Regions from separate parts of the Zea mays genome. Here region 1 is linked to region 2. The links are chromatin contacts, called in public Hi-C maps. All regions are on one chromosome and are shown on one strand. Each heading gives the region's core, a stretch centred on a gene start, on an enhancer-like site or on the middle of the called end of the contact. The rest is flanking DNA. Distances are from core to core; before and after follow the strand shown. Region 1 holds the start of LOC100381341 (protochlorophyllide reductase B). Region 2 holds the start of LOC100191427.

What was found. A called contact is a pair of places that touch in the nucleus more often than the background predicts.
Region 1: a Hi-C map of leaf shows a contact between it and region 2, with 8 times the contacts expected there. The contact joins the promoter of LOC100381341 here to the promoter of LOC100191427 in region 2. A contact is called at or near these places in 4 of 25 Hi-C or Micro-C datasets (ear, endosperm and leaf).

What each region holds. Positions count from the first base shown.
Region 1 is chr5:25,842,102-25,848,669 of Zm-B73-REFERENCE-NAM-5.0, reverse strand. It overlaps LOC100381341 (protochlorophyllide reductase B), which reads left to right and starts at 4,740. Exons shown (of 3, transcript NM_001414345.1): 1 at 4,740-5,177; 2 at 6,189-6,568. The coding sequence starts at 6,375.
Region 2 is chr5:25,648,436-25,655,288 of Zm-B73-REFERENCE-NAM-5.0, reverse strand. LOC100191427 reads left to right here and starts at 3,984. Exons shown (of 14, transcript NM_001365488.1): 1 at 3,984-4,624; 2 at 5,723-5,822; 3 at 6,475-6,808. The coding sequence starts at 4,167.

The DNA.
Region 1 (6,568 bases), core at 3,491-5,990, 190 kb before region 2:
TTGCACTAGTGCAACTTTAATTTAACCTATCTCGAAGTTTTTAGTGAAAAATTTCAGGTGTAGCCTATTCACCCCCCTCTAGGCTACTTTCAGAAAGGGCAATGGCCTCAATCATTTCCTATAATCGATTTTGGTTTTTGACGACCATAACAAACCTTATGGACTATCTAGTTTGCCTAGTTGATCTTTTCTCAGGTGCATAAAGTCCACATACACATATAAGGAAAATGACCCTTGGAGCAATTCTATAAGAATGGAGCAAAACATATTTGCCCCAGCCTGCGGCGCACTAGACTGTCCGGTGTACACCGGATAGTGTCCGATGCCCAGGCTGGCGCGCCCAACGAACTGGCCGCTCTCGAGAAAACACAACACTCCTCCGCTAAAAATCACCGGACTGTCCGGTGTGTCATCGACCTATCCGGTGAGCCACGAGCAACGATCATCTTCACCAACGGTCTACTGCCACGCGACTGCTACGGGTTCAGAACACTAGAAGTTTAGAGACAGTCTGTGATGTCAGGATGCACCAGACTGTCCGGTGTGCCACCGGACTGTCCGGTGCACCACAAGGACAGACGAAGTCAACGGTCGACTGCTCCAAACCCCAACGGTCAGCTGACATGGCGTGCACCGGATAATGAACAGTGCAGTGTCTGGTGCGCCACAGACTGTCAGGTGTGCCAGTCGATAGAGAACTCAGCCAACGGCTAGAATAGTGGTTGGGGCTATAAATACCCCCAACCACCACCATTCAAGTGATCTAATCTTTCCACTCTCAACATTCAATACAAGAGCAAAGAATACACTCCAAAGACACATTCAAAGCCTCCAATCCTATCCAAGTGCCATAATCAAGTCAAGTGATCAAAAGTGTTTAGTGACTTGAGAGAGGGTGATTTGTGTTTCATTTGTTGCTCTTGTTGTTTGGTTGCTTTCTTCATCCCTCTCTAAACTCTCTAAGTGTTTTGTAAAGCAAGCAATAGACACCTAAATTGTGTGGTGATCCCTGCGGGGTCTAACTGACCTGAGAGATTAAGAAGAAGCATTCAACCAGTCTAAGTGACCATCGATTGAGAGAGGGAAATGGTTGAAATAGACCCATCCTTTGTGTCCTCCTCAACGGGGAGTAGGTTCTTGGAAACCGAACCATGGGAAATAAATCACAGTGTCCATTTGTGTTGATCCACCATTCGATTTGTTCCTTCCCTCTCCCGTCTCTCTAAAAGTTCTCTTACTCACATTGTTTTGAGTTTGCTTTCAAAGTTATTCTCATTGATTGAGCAACTCATAGCAAGAAGAACTATCTTCCGCACTCCGAATTCATTGTTATTTATTTCTAACCCTAACCCTGGGTGAAGTGTATGTTCAAAGTTTATAATTTTTAGGTTTTGCCTATTCACCCCCTTTTAGGCGACTTTCAATTGTTATAAAAGGCAATACTTCATTAGAGTCTAACAACTCAAAGTGATGTCGGGAGAACACGCCAAAAGGGAGATGGTCACCGGGGGGAAGCCCGAATCTTCGGGAAAGAAGAATGATGAAAGGACTCCGTCGAAAGAGGCCGGTGACAAGCACAAGGAGGAATCCGCCGGCTCCATCAAGTCATATAAGAAGGGTGACAAGAGGAAAAAGAAGATGAAGAAGGTGGTCTACTATGAGACCGATTCTTCCTCACCCTCAACCTCCGGTGCCGAGTCTACATCCTCAAAGCACCAAGAGCGTAAGAAGTATAGTAAGATTCTTCTACGCTATCCTCGTATTTCTAAGCGTGCTCCCTTACTTTTTGTTCCCCTAGGCAAACCACCATATTTTGATGGTGAAGATTATTGCATATGGAGTGATAAAATAAGGCACCATCTAACCTCACTCCACGAAAGTATTTGGGATATTGTTGAGTTTGGGGCACAGGAACCACAGGTGGGTGACAAGGACTACGACTCCGATGAGGCCGTTCAAATAAGGCACTTCAACTCCCAAGCCACCTCCATACTCCTTGCTTCCTTATGCAGAGAGGAGTACAATAAGGTGCAAGAGTTGAAGAGTACCAAAGAAATTTGGGACGTCCTCAAGACGGCGCACGAAGGAGACGAAGTGACAAAGATCACCAAGCGGGAAACGATCGAGGGAAAACTCGGTCGGTTCGTCCTCAACAAGGGAGAAGAGCCACAAGCAATGTTCAACCGGCTCAAAACAATGGTGAACCAAGTCCGCAACCTCGGGAGCACCAAGTGGGATGACCATGAAATGATCAAGGTTATTCTAAGATCTCTTGTCTTTCATAACCCCACTCAAGTGCAATTAATTCGTGGAGATCCTAGATATAAACAGATGTCTCCCAAGGATGTGATTGGCAAGTTTGTGAGCTTTACACTTATAATCAAAGACTCCAAACACATTGTCAACTTGGAGCAAGGCGCTACCTCCACACCCGATGTGCAACCCATTGCATTCAAGGCAACGGAAGAAAAGAAGGAAGAGTCACGCGCATCATTTATTTATTATTTCTTTTACAAACTGTGCCCTAATTCTATTTATTTGCACGCACAACCTCTGTTATCTCATGCACACAGTATTGTAAAAATTGTGTTACCAAATTGTGCTATGTATCACGAAATACTCTAGTTTTACTGTGGTTTTGCTGAAAATATAGTATTATGTCATAATATACTTTATACCATGGTATTAAATTACTATGGTTTGAGAAAACTCCACTTCAAAACACACCCTCAATGTGATCCCTGATTTGGTAATTATATGTGGCACCTTCCGAGCCTTTCTGAAAGAGAGTCTTAATTAGTTGAAGCAGCGGATTAAAGAGGTAAGGAACTTTGTGTTACTCTTTCAGTAGTCAATTTTTTATTCTTTTCTACGATTAGGTTCTCTTAGACAAAAATAAAGGACTCAAAACTGCCTTCAATATATTGCTACTTGAAGTTGTTGTTAAGATAATCTGTCACTTTACCTAACTACAACAGTAAATTTAATCTATCTGCACATTGCATCCATAGATTTAGTGAAGTGGGTACTCAGAAGTGGCATGTCATCCTGTGTGTTGTTACCTAATTTAAATAAATATGACTAGTGCTATCATAAACAAATAAGCTGGTGCATGTCTAAACTTTGGTGCATTCCCTTATTCCGCATCTTGTTAGATTGTGGTGTTGGTATAATACAAGAGCAGTTCCTGACGCTTGTTCTCATGAATAAGCTCAAATTTTGGAAAAGTTGCATGGATACAAACCCACATGTAACCATTGTTTGAGGGCTCGTAATAGATTTTCATTTTCTTTCCCATTTTATTTTAATGAAAATTAATGATGTAGTTGTAGGCTTGTAGCTTTTACCATGGTAATGGTTTTATTGCACGTAAAAGCGAGCTTCCTGATTGTTATTATAGGTTGGTAGAGTTTTAGATGAAAGTATCTGGATCACAATGGTCAGGACTCTCTTGATATCTACCAGTCCTGAGTTCCCAGATATGTGTAGTATATAAGATCAATGTTATATGTGTTTCTATAAACCTAAGGGGTGTTTGTGATGGTTTCAGGTTCTAGCTTCAGTCTAGAGTTGTAGTCTATAATATCAATTTAAAATAGTTTTAAAAACATTTCTAATCTAAATAATAAATAAATGGTTTATTTAAATATCTTTTAAAGACTTACATCTCCAGCTTCACGATTTTCCGTAGCACCTAATAACTTGCTCCAATAAATCTACTAATTTTTTTGGAGCTGGAGCTGTCCCAAACATGGTTTAAGTGTTGTACGAAGATTTGCTGATAAGCAACTGGCTTAAGTAATTAAGCGGTCAACTTCTTGATGTATTAGCCTGTTTTTGCACCCTTGATGTTGTGTTGTTTGTGGTAGCTGTTTTGGTTTGTTGGTTTGGCTGAAGTTTGTTGGTTCACGATGCTAACCAGTAGCTTTATGTTTAGCGCACTAGCAAAGAGTGGAGGGGTGGCCTTTGTCCTGTGTCTTGACAAATAAAATCTGTCCCTTCTTCCAATAATTTAAGTTAGTTTGCTTTCTAATTTTATTCGGTGTTGGGTGTGTGCATTGTTTATCTTATATATTCTTTTCTTTGCACTGATGCATAGCTCTGCCATTGTGGTTCTAGAAATTTGTTCAGAATAATTACCCTCAGTTTATATCGACAGAAAGTACTATATAGCTTATATAGGTAGAACTTGCTTCTTTCTTATATGATCTATGTCGTCATAATGTATGAACAATCTACTCACTTTTTAGACTTTATTTTTTTTCTGATATTCACGTTGTGGTATAATTTGATTTTTATCAATTTAGTTCTGTATTGTTTGTGTCAAAGAATTTATGAGATATTGAGATCGATAATATATGTGGCACTCGTTTTTATATAATCATTATATATTAATATTTTATTTAATAATTTAAATGTCGTTGCAATTATGGTTATATAAAGGGAGAAATATTAAGAAAACAGTGATGGATGCCCTCACGCTCGAGATGTGTGCCGAGGTCGAGGCAACAGCGACCGATCCCGTCCGTGCGAGGAGACAAAAAAAATATCAAAGCCTGCTAATTACCGAAAGTATCCTATCTAACTATCCATCCCCAGGGTGGGACCGGCCTGGGGCAGGGAAATCCAAGCCACCAAGCTCCCATTGGCCGGGCTTGTGCCAGGTCGGCGCCGCGTGGCGAACCCCACCCCACCCCACCCTATCGCGTTATCGCCACCGGCTCACCGCTCACGGTCACGGCCGAATAAACTCCCGCGGTGCCGTGCCTCGCTTTCGCATCCCCCCGCGGAGAGGAGAGGAAGAAGAAGAACCCAGCCAAATCCTCAGTCTTCAGGCTGCTCACAGCTCGTGCCGTCCACTCTCCCCCGAGGCAGTCTCTTGCGTTCGCTGCTCGACATGGCGCTCCAGGCGGCGACGTCCTTTCTCCCCTCGGCCCTCTCCGCGCGCAAGGAGGTGAGCGGCGCAGTTCTGCGTTTTCCAGCGAGCACCGTGCTGTTCTTTCGATTCGCGCTCAGCTTCAGTGTCCGAGCTGCCAAGTGGCGGCTCTGGTAAGTTGCGGTTGCAATGTTGATGCTGTGTGCAGGGGTCGGTGAAGGACTCGGCGTCGTTCTTGGGTGTTCGTCTCGCGGCGGATGGCCTCAAGCTGGACACCACCGCTCTGGGCCTACGCACCGTGGTATTTGGACTAAGGCTACTGCTTATATATTACCTTCCGTCTTCTTACGAAGCTCCTTAAATCGTGCTCCTATGTTGAAATGGTGTGGTATGAAGCTGAAAATAATAATTTTTCGCACATTCTCCATGCACTTGTCGGTCCTGTAGGCTGTAGCTAGCTGTTTTGCTAAACAGATCTCCAAAAGAGTTTTTTTAAATCTTTCAAGCAAGGAGCTGAAATATATAAAAAAAACAGCTTCATTAGTAAAGCTGAGTTGTGCCAAACGTGGATAGGGATAGGGAGCGGATAGTAGTCTTTGCCTACTGAAACCTTGGACATCATTTGGCTGGCTAGAATTGTCTGTCTTCAAGTTCAGTGTCTTACTGACTTTCTCTATTCCAAGTACAAGGCTGAAAGCCATGGAAAGTCTTGACTGGATAGTTAGGGTTATTTTGGAAACTGAAATCCTTTTTGGAATTTTTAGAGATCGAGGAGAAAATTAGCTTATTTTTCTCTCAATCCCGGGAATCCAGAGCGGATTTAAAATTTTAAACTAGGCTTAAAGGGACATTTTCTTCCCAGCATCACATGTATAACTCGTAATTGCTACTCCTAATGCCAAATTAAGCAATGGAGTACTTTGTACGCAGTAGATCATGTTAATGAGGCAGCTCTGTGGTCAACTGGACACTTGAGCCTCAAAGTTGGTGTTTTTTAAGGGAAAGATAAAAGTTGAATTTAGGTTGTGTCATGACATGACACTGTTCGTTTGGTTTTAATCTGTATTGGCTTCTACTGCTTTTACAAAGGCTGTTGATTAAAGTCTATTCAGACGGTTGTAGTTGCAGCTGCAACTGACTTTAATCCGAAGCCGGCAATCAGGCATTCTAGGATCATCACTTAATTTTACCACTTCAGATGTCGCTAGCCTAGCCATTGTAGGTTGTACATTGTTTGTCACTGGTTCCCTGTCTGATGCTTGATGTCACTGTAAGTCTGTAACTAAAAAAAATACACATCCAAAACCTGCAGAGGGTGAGCAGGTCGGCGGACATCCGCGCGCAGACGGCAGCGGTGTCCTCCCCGTCAGTGACCCCCGCGTCGCCGTCTGGCAAGAAGACCCTCCGCAAGGGCACGGCGGTCATCACCGGCGCGTCGTCCGGCCTCGGCCTCGCCACGGCGAAGGCCCTCGCGGAGACAGGCAAGTGGCACGTCATCATGGCCTGCCGCGACTTCCTCAAGGCGTCGCGCGCGGCCAAGGCGGCCGGCATGGACAAGGACAGCTTCACCGTCGTGCACCTGGACCTCGCCTCCCTGGACAGCGTCCGCCAGTTCGTCAGGAACGTGCGCCAGCTGGAGATGCCCATCGACGTGGTGGTCTGCAACGCCGCCGTGTACCAGCCCACCGCCAA
Region 2 (6,853 bases), core at 2,735-5,234:
CAGGGAAACACTATCGTTGTTCCTGATGACCAGCGGTGTGACACATGAAGATATGCTTAAAAGTTTGTAATTAAAACATGGTTGTATTGTTAGTGAATGTTGTAATGTCGTCCAGGTTTCCACCCACACCATGCCACTGATCAGGCCTGAATGCATACTGATTTGAGTACTGCTTGGAGGACTCATTGAATGGGTGCATGATTCATACCAAACGATCAGTGCTGCTCACTGCGACCAAATAATAAGCTCCTATTAAATATGCTGGTACAAGAACAGGATGAGACCTCCGTCCTACACAAATCTGTCCACATTGGACCAAAAAATAAAAGGAAAAAGGACTCCAGTAGGTGCTGGTAGGTCCTGGTTCTTTTACTGTTTTACATAGGGAATGAGTGAGCTTGCACCAAAGTTTGCTTCGTGTAAATTTTTACCAAGCAACAAGGTTTTATCTTTTATTCGTTATATTTAGCTTCTATGTCACCGTGTAGGGCATCTCATCTGCTCATGTACAGAGGATATTCTAAAGCAAACAGAGAGAAAATAGAATTAAAAAATTGGAGTATCCAATTCATTATGAGGAATAAAGAATTTCAACAAATTATTGATGTATGATACATTGTAACAAGGGAATAACTACCTGGAGAAGATTAAGCAAACTGGCATGCTGATTCTCAATCTGAACAAGCTGCATCCTGATCTTCAACAGAGCTTCATCCCTGTGAGCTGACTGAAGTTCGTCAGGTGCATCCTCAGTCTCAGCTGTCTCTTCAAAGTCACCATCCCCACTGTATGGAAAAACTTTGGATCCTGACTTGGGACCAGCCAGCTTCTTATAACCCTTGTCGCCAGTTTTCTGAAACAGCACCCTCCGAGCTTCAAGCCTCTCTCTAACGCTGCCCTCATTCAGGAGCTTCTCCTCGGTCACCATTTTGGCTGGCGTCGCATCTGAAGCGACGGTAACATCAACCCTGCCTTCAAATTTCTTGGCTTGGTCTGTGCTGCAGCGTGAAAGAGGCAAAATTTTCTTGCCTACGATGGAAGGAGTGCTGCCTTTTCTGTTGGTGACATTGTGTGATGTGTCCGGTGGGGGCTGCCTGTTAGTCGGCCATGAGTTCCTCCTTGTAATTGAAGGGGTGGAGGTGGAGCCTAAGGAATCAGCGGTGTCTGTCCAATTATGCAATCAAACAATCTTAGAAAGAACATCCATGGTCTGATGAATAACTCTCATGTAGACAACTAAATCCAACAAATATAACACCATGAATATGTTAAAGAAAATGGTTATAAAAAATGCAAATTGTTTTCTTCAGTGTGTTTTACCAAGTAAGGACTATTTCTGTCTCTTTTATCAAGTAGTAGATATTTTAAGTGTACTTACGGTATGCAGTCCAAACCAATCATAGACCTTAAATAGAGACACATCACCTGTGAGAGAAGATGTAGACTGGGACGATGGTGGCACTTCGAAGGAGCAGACCTCCTCATCCAAGTCTGGGATCTCCCTCCATGCTTCGATCATCCGGTTCATGGACTCGCGCACTGTTTTCACTTGCATTGTGCCAAGAAGTGTCAGAAATGCCAAGACGCCGCAGATCTCTACGAACATCAACAGAACCAAGATCAATCACAAATCTGGTCTTCTCCAGGACCTTGTGCTGGTAGGGGGGGTCTTCATCACCCGCTTCATCGGCTTCTCCATGTTAGCACCTAGAAGGGAATATCGGAGAGAAGAGATATGTTCAGGTAGAAGAAGGGTTGGAGAAGGAGATAGCAACGAGGAGGACGATCTGATTTGATATCTGATAGCCAAATTCTTCCTATCCCTCCAGAATTCTCACACCAGCCTTATATCTCACCTGCTACTTGCTATTACGCTCAGGCTTACAAGGCCCATTCTAGCCCATATATTCTCATATTATCGCACCACATTACCACATCGAACCCATAACCATCTAGTATACCTAACATTCCCCACTTCTTGAAATACAGCTTGTCCCCAAGCTGTCTTTCGCATGAACGCCAGGATCCCAAAGAAAGACGGAGATATTGCCTTGTCCACTGCTGACAGGACCCGGACCAGAGGTAACAAAGCCAGCACCAGCAGCAATCCCTGAACCAATGAGATCGAGGCTAGTGATAATGACAGTGCCAACAAGTCCAACACCAGTGAAAGCAAGGTTCCATTGTGTTATCCTCTCCATTGCAGCGTACCCTCCAGTTGCAAATGCCATGAGTATTGTATTATATGCGTACGCACAAGGCACAACTCTAGCTGTCTCTGTCTGGTCAAACAACTCCTCAGCATCATTTAGCTTCTCTGCCTTGCACAACACCCAAATCATGCTCGTGGTGAAAATGAGAGCCTGAGCATTGCTGATGCTAGCGATAATTGCTAGGATATGCTTGGTTGTTCTCTGGCTGTGAATTAAAGGCTCAAGAACGATGAAGATGTGCCCCAGCGCGATGAAGTGGTCCCAGCTGCCAGACATCTGGAAGGACGTCTGGTTCTTGAGCCACCAGAGCAGCCTCAGGCCTGTCGTGTTGTGGTCAGCAGCAGTAGAGTTATTCCCCCACAGGTGGCTGCCGACGTCGAGGCCGCGGATGAAGCAAATCATCGAACACCTGTTGGGCAAGGTGTTGGGAACTGCCTCCTCCTCGTCGTGGCGCAGGCCGACGATGAGGTCACCGTTGGGGCGGCGCATGAAGACGATGGTGGCCCTCGTGTAGACAATTGAACCTTCTAGGAACATGTTAAGCCACGTTCTGAGATCGGCGAGCTCGACGGCTGCCTGCCCGCCGCATGAAACCACGACGTCTGCCTCCGGAGCCACAGGGTCCACCGGCCATGAGCGCTTGAAGCCTAGGTCCCCGAGAGGCTGCTTCAGGTACCTCTCCTCCAACACTCTGGACGAGTTGAACACGAACCTCCAGCTGGCTTGCAAGTTCCACAGGCAGTGCTGCCTCACTGACGCGTCGATCTGCTCATCCAGAGCTCCTGCCATGTAGTTCCTGCTCCACCCGATGGGGAGGAGTTTGTGTTGGTCGTGCTGGACGCGGTAGATGTGGCAGAACTCCCATGGGTTGCCCCTGGTGTCGTGCATGACTTGGTCCTGTACGCGCGCCTCTCCATCCGAGTCGAGCTTGGGGAAGATGGGCTCCGCATAGTATTGCACGTGCTGCTGCAGCTTTGTGCCGTTGGTGTCCAGGTGGAAGTGGTTCATCTCGCGAACGGAAACAGAGGAAGATGTGGGCGCAGCCGTGACCGAGGCGGGGCCACGCTGGACGAGCTCCTTGGTGAGGTGAAGCGGTACGGCGAGCTCGAGGGAGATGTCGGTGATCTGAACAGCGTCGTTGGTTGTGCACGCGAACACCGCAGTGTCGACGACGAGCTGCTCCGAGCAGACGAGGTTGGATTCGTGCAGATCCGTGGCGCGCACCTCGGCGATACGGCGCCGCTGCACCTCTAGGTCGGCCAGCCTCTGCACCGCCGCGGTTGCCTCCATAGTCGCGCGCCACTTGCGGATCGGCTGCTTGAGTTGGCTCCAGCAGTCGGTCGTCGGGAGCGAGGGTCGTCCCGCTGGTGGCCTCGCAGATGGGGGTGAGTTGTGAAGGCGTGGCGAGCGGGGCGAAATCCTCGCGCGGCTGGGGAGGAAGGGGACAAAGCTACCTCCGGAAATGGCGGCGTTGAGCTGCGCAGCATGTGGCTGGTGGTTTGCGAACGGGGAGGGAGGCCGGGTTGCGGGAGGGGATTCGCGCTGGGGGCAGCCGGTTCGCGCGGGCTGCTTCAGGCGGGGGCAGTCTACACTTCCCCCTTAATAGTTAGTAGAGATAGGAGATCCAACGGCTAACCGCCTCTGAGCCACTACTGCCCTCCCCGCCGTTCTGACACCTGAGGCGTGATGTTCCCATTTCCCAACAAATCCGACGGCTGAATCAGACAAACCAAACCGTATCCATCTCGCGGCCCCACTCGCCAGTGGCACAACAACCTGATCGAGCCGAAGCCGAGTTCCTCGCTCCCCCAAAATCCCCCAAGCAGCTCTGCAGCTGCCCCTCACAACTTCATTCCCAAATCCGCCGCAACGCGAAGCAAACGACGCCCCGAACACACCCAAGCCACGCCCAATTCCTATCTCTCGCCGCGCATCGACGACGGCGCGGACGCCATGATCCTGCGAACGTACGGGCGCAGATCCCGCTCCTTCTCCGACGGCGGGGGCGGGGTCTCGTCCTCGCAGGACGCGTTCGACTGCGACGACGCCGCCGACTTGCTGGTGTCGTCGGCCTCGCAGCCGCTCCCGCTCCCGCCGTCGCAGGAGTCCTCTTCGATGTGGGACTTCGACGAGGACCCACCTCCGTCCCCGCCGCGGCCCCGGCCGGAGGGGCGGCGGCGCGGGGCAAGAAGAGGAGGGTGGGAGCTCGCGGAAGCCCCCGCGGTGGCGCCGACGGCAACGCTGATGGAGGCGGAGGAGTACGGAGAGATGATGGAGAGCGTGGACGAAGTCACGTTCGCGCTCGACGGGCTCCGACCCGCAGCGCAGAAGCGGACGCGGCGGGCCAGCCTGCTCGCGCTGCTCGGGATCTGCGCCTCCGCCGAGCGCCGCCGCGTGCTCCGGTCCCAAGGGTGAGTGCATCAAAGGCGCCTCTTTTGTCTTGTGCTCAACCAATAACATCAATTAGGTTCTTGCTTGTCTTTCTTAGTAATCTTGACCGGAAAATCGAGAAGCGTGATGGTTTTCTTGTGCGATTGGGGCTCGAGACTAGGGTTTCCTTGAGAAAGGGACCACCTTTCTGCCTTTGGACCATGGGCTTCCTTTGTTTGATTGGTTTCGCAATAGATGGCTAATTCCTTGCCCAGAACTCAAGTATATTGGTTTTATGGTTCAATGGTTCCCCGTTTGTAGGCTAATTCCTTGCCCAGAACTCTTTCTGTATTATTGTAGAACTGACACTGTTGATTCCAACAAGCATTATTGTCACTTTCGTTGGTTTAGAACCTAATTTTACAAATGTGTTTAAGAAGTATGCACACGCATTTGAGTTGCCTAGGAAGATTTCTAGCAGATTGATACCTTCTTAAGCTGAGAGATTGTATCCTGCATGGTCCCTGAAACAGTAGCATGGTTGGTGTTTAGTTGTGCGGTTGTGCCTAGAATTTGGTCTATCTTGTCTGAATTATATGTGCTCATCTCAAGCATCATGGCAAGTTATCTGAAGAATGCTGTTTGGTAGAAATGGAAATTATTGAGGTGTAGCTAAACTTTTCTCCTTAGGCAATAAGCATATACATTTACTTTGCGATTTCTGAGAATTGGGCATGTTTCCAGTCAGGATTGAACAGTAATAATTATTATCTTATAAACTGAAAGTTTCACTTGAGCTGAAATGTATCATAGATTGATAGGTTTACTCTTACACTCACAATTATGCCAACATTGATGCTGTACTTCATTTTTAAGTTAAAAGCATAATACTTGGTTAGAATAAGTTGAAGCCTTGAAGGTGTGTGATATCTGTTTTTCTGTCTGACCTGGGCTTCAGTTCTTGGAGCAAGGTCAAATGTTCTATGTCCAAAAGAATAATTAAATTATTATTGAATCTAAGAACTTCTCCAGCTCTAAAGATGTTAACATTTAACAATTAACAAACACAATATTAGATCTGTCACCTTTTTCGCATTCTATTACTTATACAAATGGCTTCTTTTTCTTATATCCTGTAGACTGGTACAGCAAATTATCGATGCTATTTTGGTTCTGGACATTGATGATCCTCCCTGCGCTATTGCTGCAGGAGCTCTTTTATTTGTTTTGGCAAGTGATGTGAGTACCTCTTGATCTCTGTCTAAATCACACATGCTGTTATGCATATTAAATACCTCTTATCTCAAATTTGCCTTCACCTAGATGATTACAAGGTGGATAAAAGCTATCAATTTCCCTTGTGTTTTCTCTTTTAGCTGCAACCACTTCTTTCACATTACAATGCCACTTGTTTTCATATTGCAAGGCTGGCATGTTCTATAAAAGAATCAAATAAGAAACACCATGATTGAATCTCAATATTTTGAATGTAAAAACTAACTAGAAATCTGTTGGAAATAAATCTCAGGCAGTATTGTCATTTAAACTTTTTCATTAGTTTGACCTAAATGACTCTCTTTAATATTGTACTAGTTAACTAACCAATGGTTCTTCTCTTTCACCACTTTCTTTCTTTTTACTTAATAAAGTTTTTGACTTTTCATTATCTATGAGATGCAGCTTTGTCCATTGTTACAACTTAATGGAGGCATTCTAACTGTAACTTTAATGATATTTTCATATTTTTATATAGTGAACCTATGTAACTCTAACCTTACAGGCATACAAAAGGCCAACCTTTAGAAATTTGATTGATGACACTAGATTCTGGAACTCAGGTAGTAGTACTTCAATATGAGTTCAGCTTATTGTTTCCTTTGTTATTATTCAGGTCCAAGACAATAATTCGCTGGATTCAGAAACTTGTGTCCATTTCCTTCTTAAATTATTAAACCCTCCAGTGAATGTTGTTGATGCCAAAGCGCCATCAATAGGTTCCAAACTTCTTGGAATCAGTAAATTTCAGATGCTTAACAGTTCCAATAAGGATGCAGATTCTAGTTCAGAGGACATACTTTTAAAAGTTGAAGAAATCCTCTTAAGCTGCAAAGAGATCAAGCCACTAGACAGTGATGATAAGAAAACAACAAGGCCAGAACTATGTTCAAAGTGGCTTGCTTTGTTGACAATGGAAAAGGCGTGCTTGTCTGCTGTTGCATTAGAGGGTAAGTTCTCTAATCAAATTTCTTGATCACAATCCCCCTTCAGGT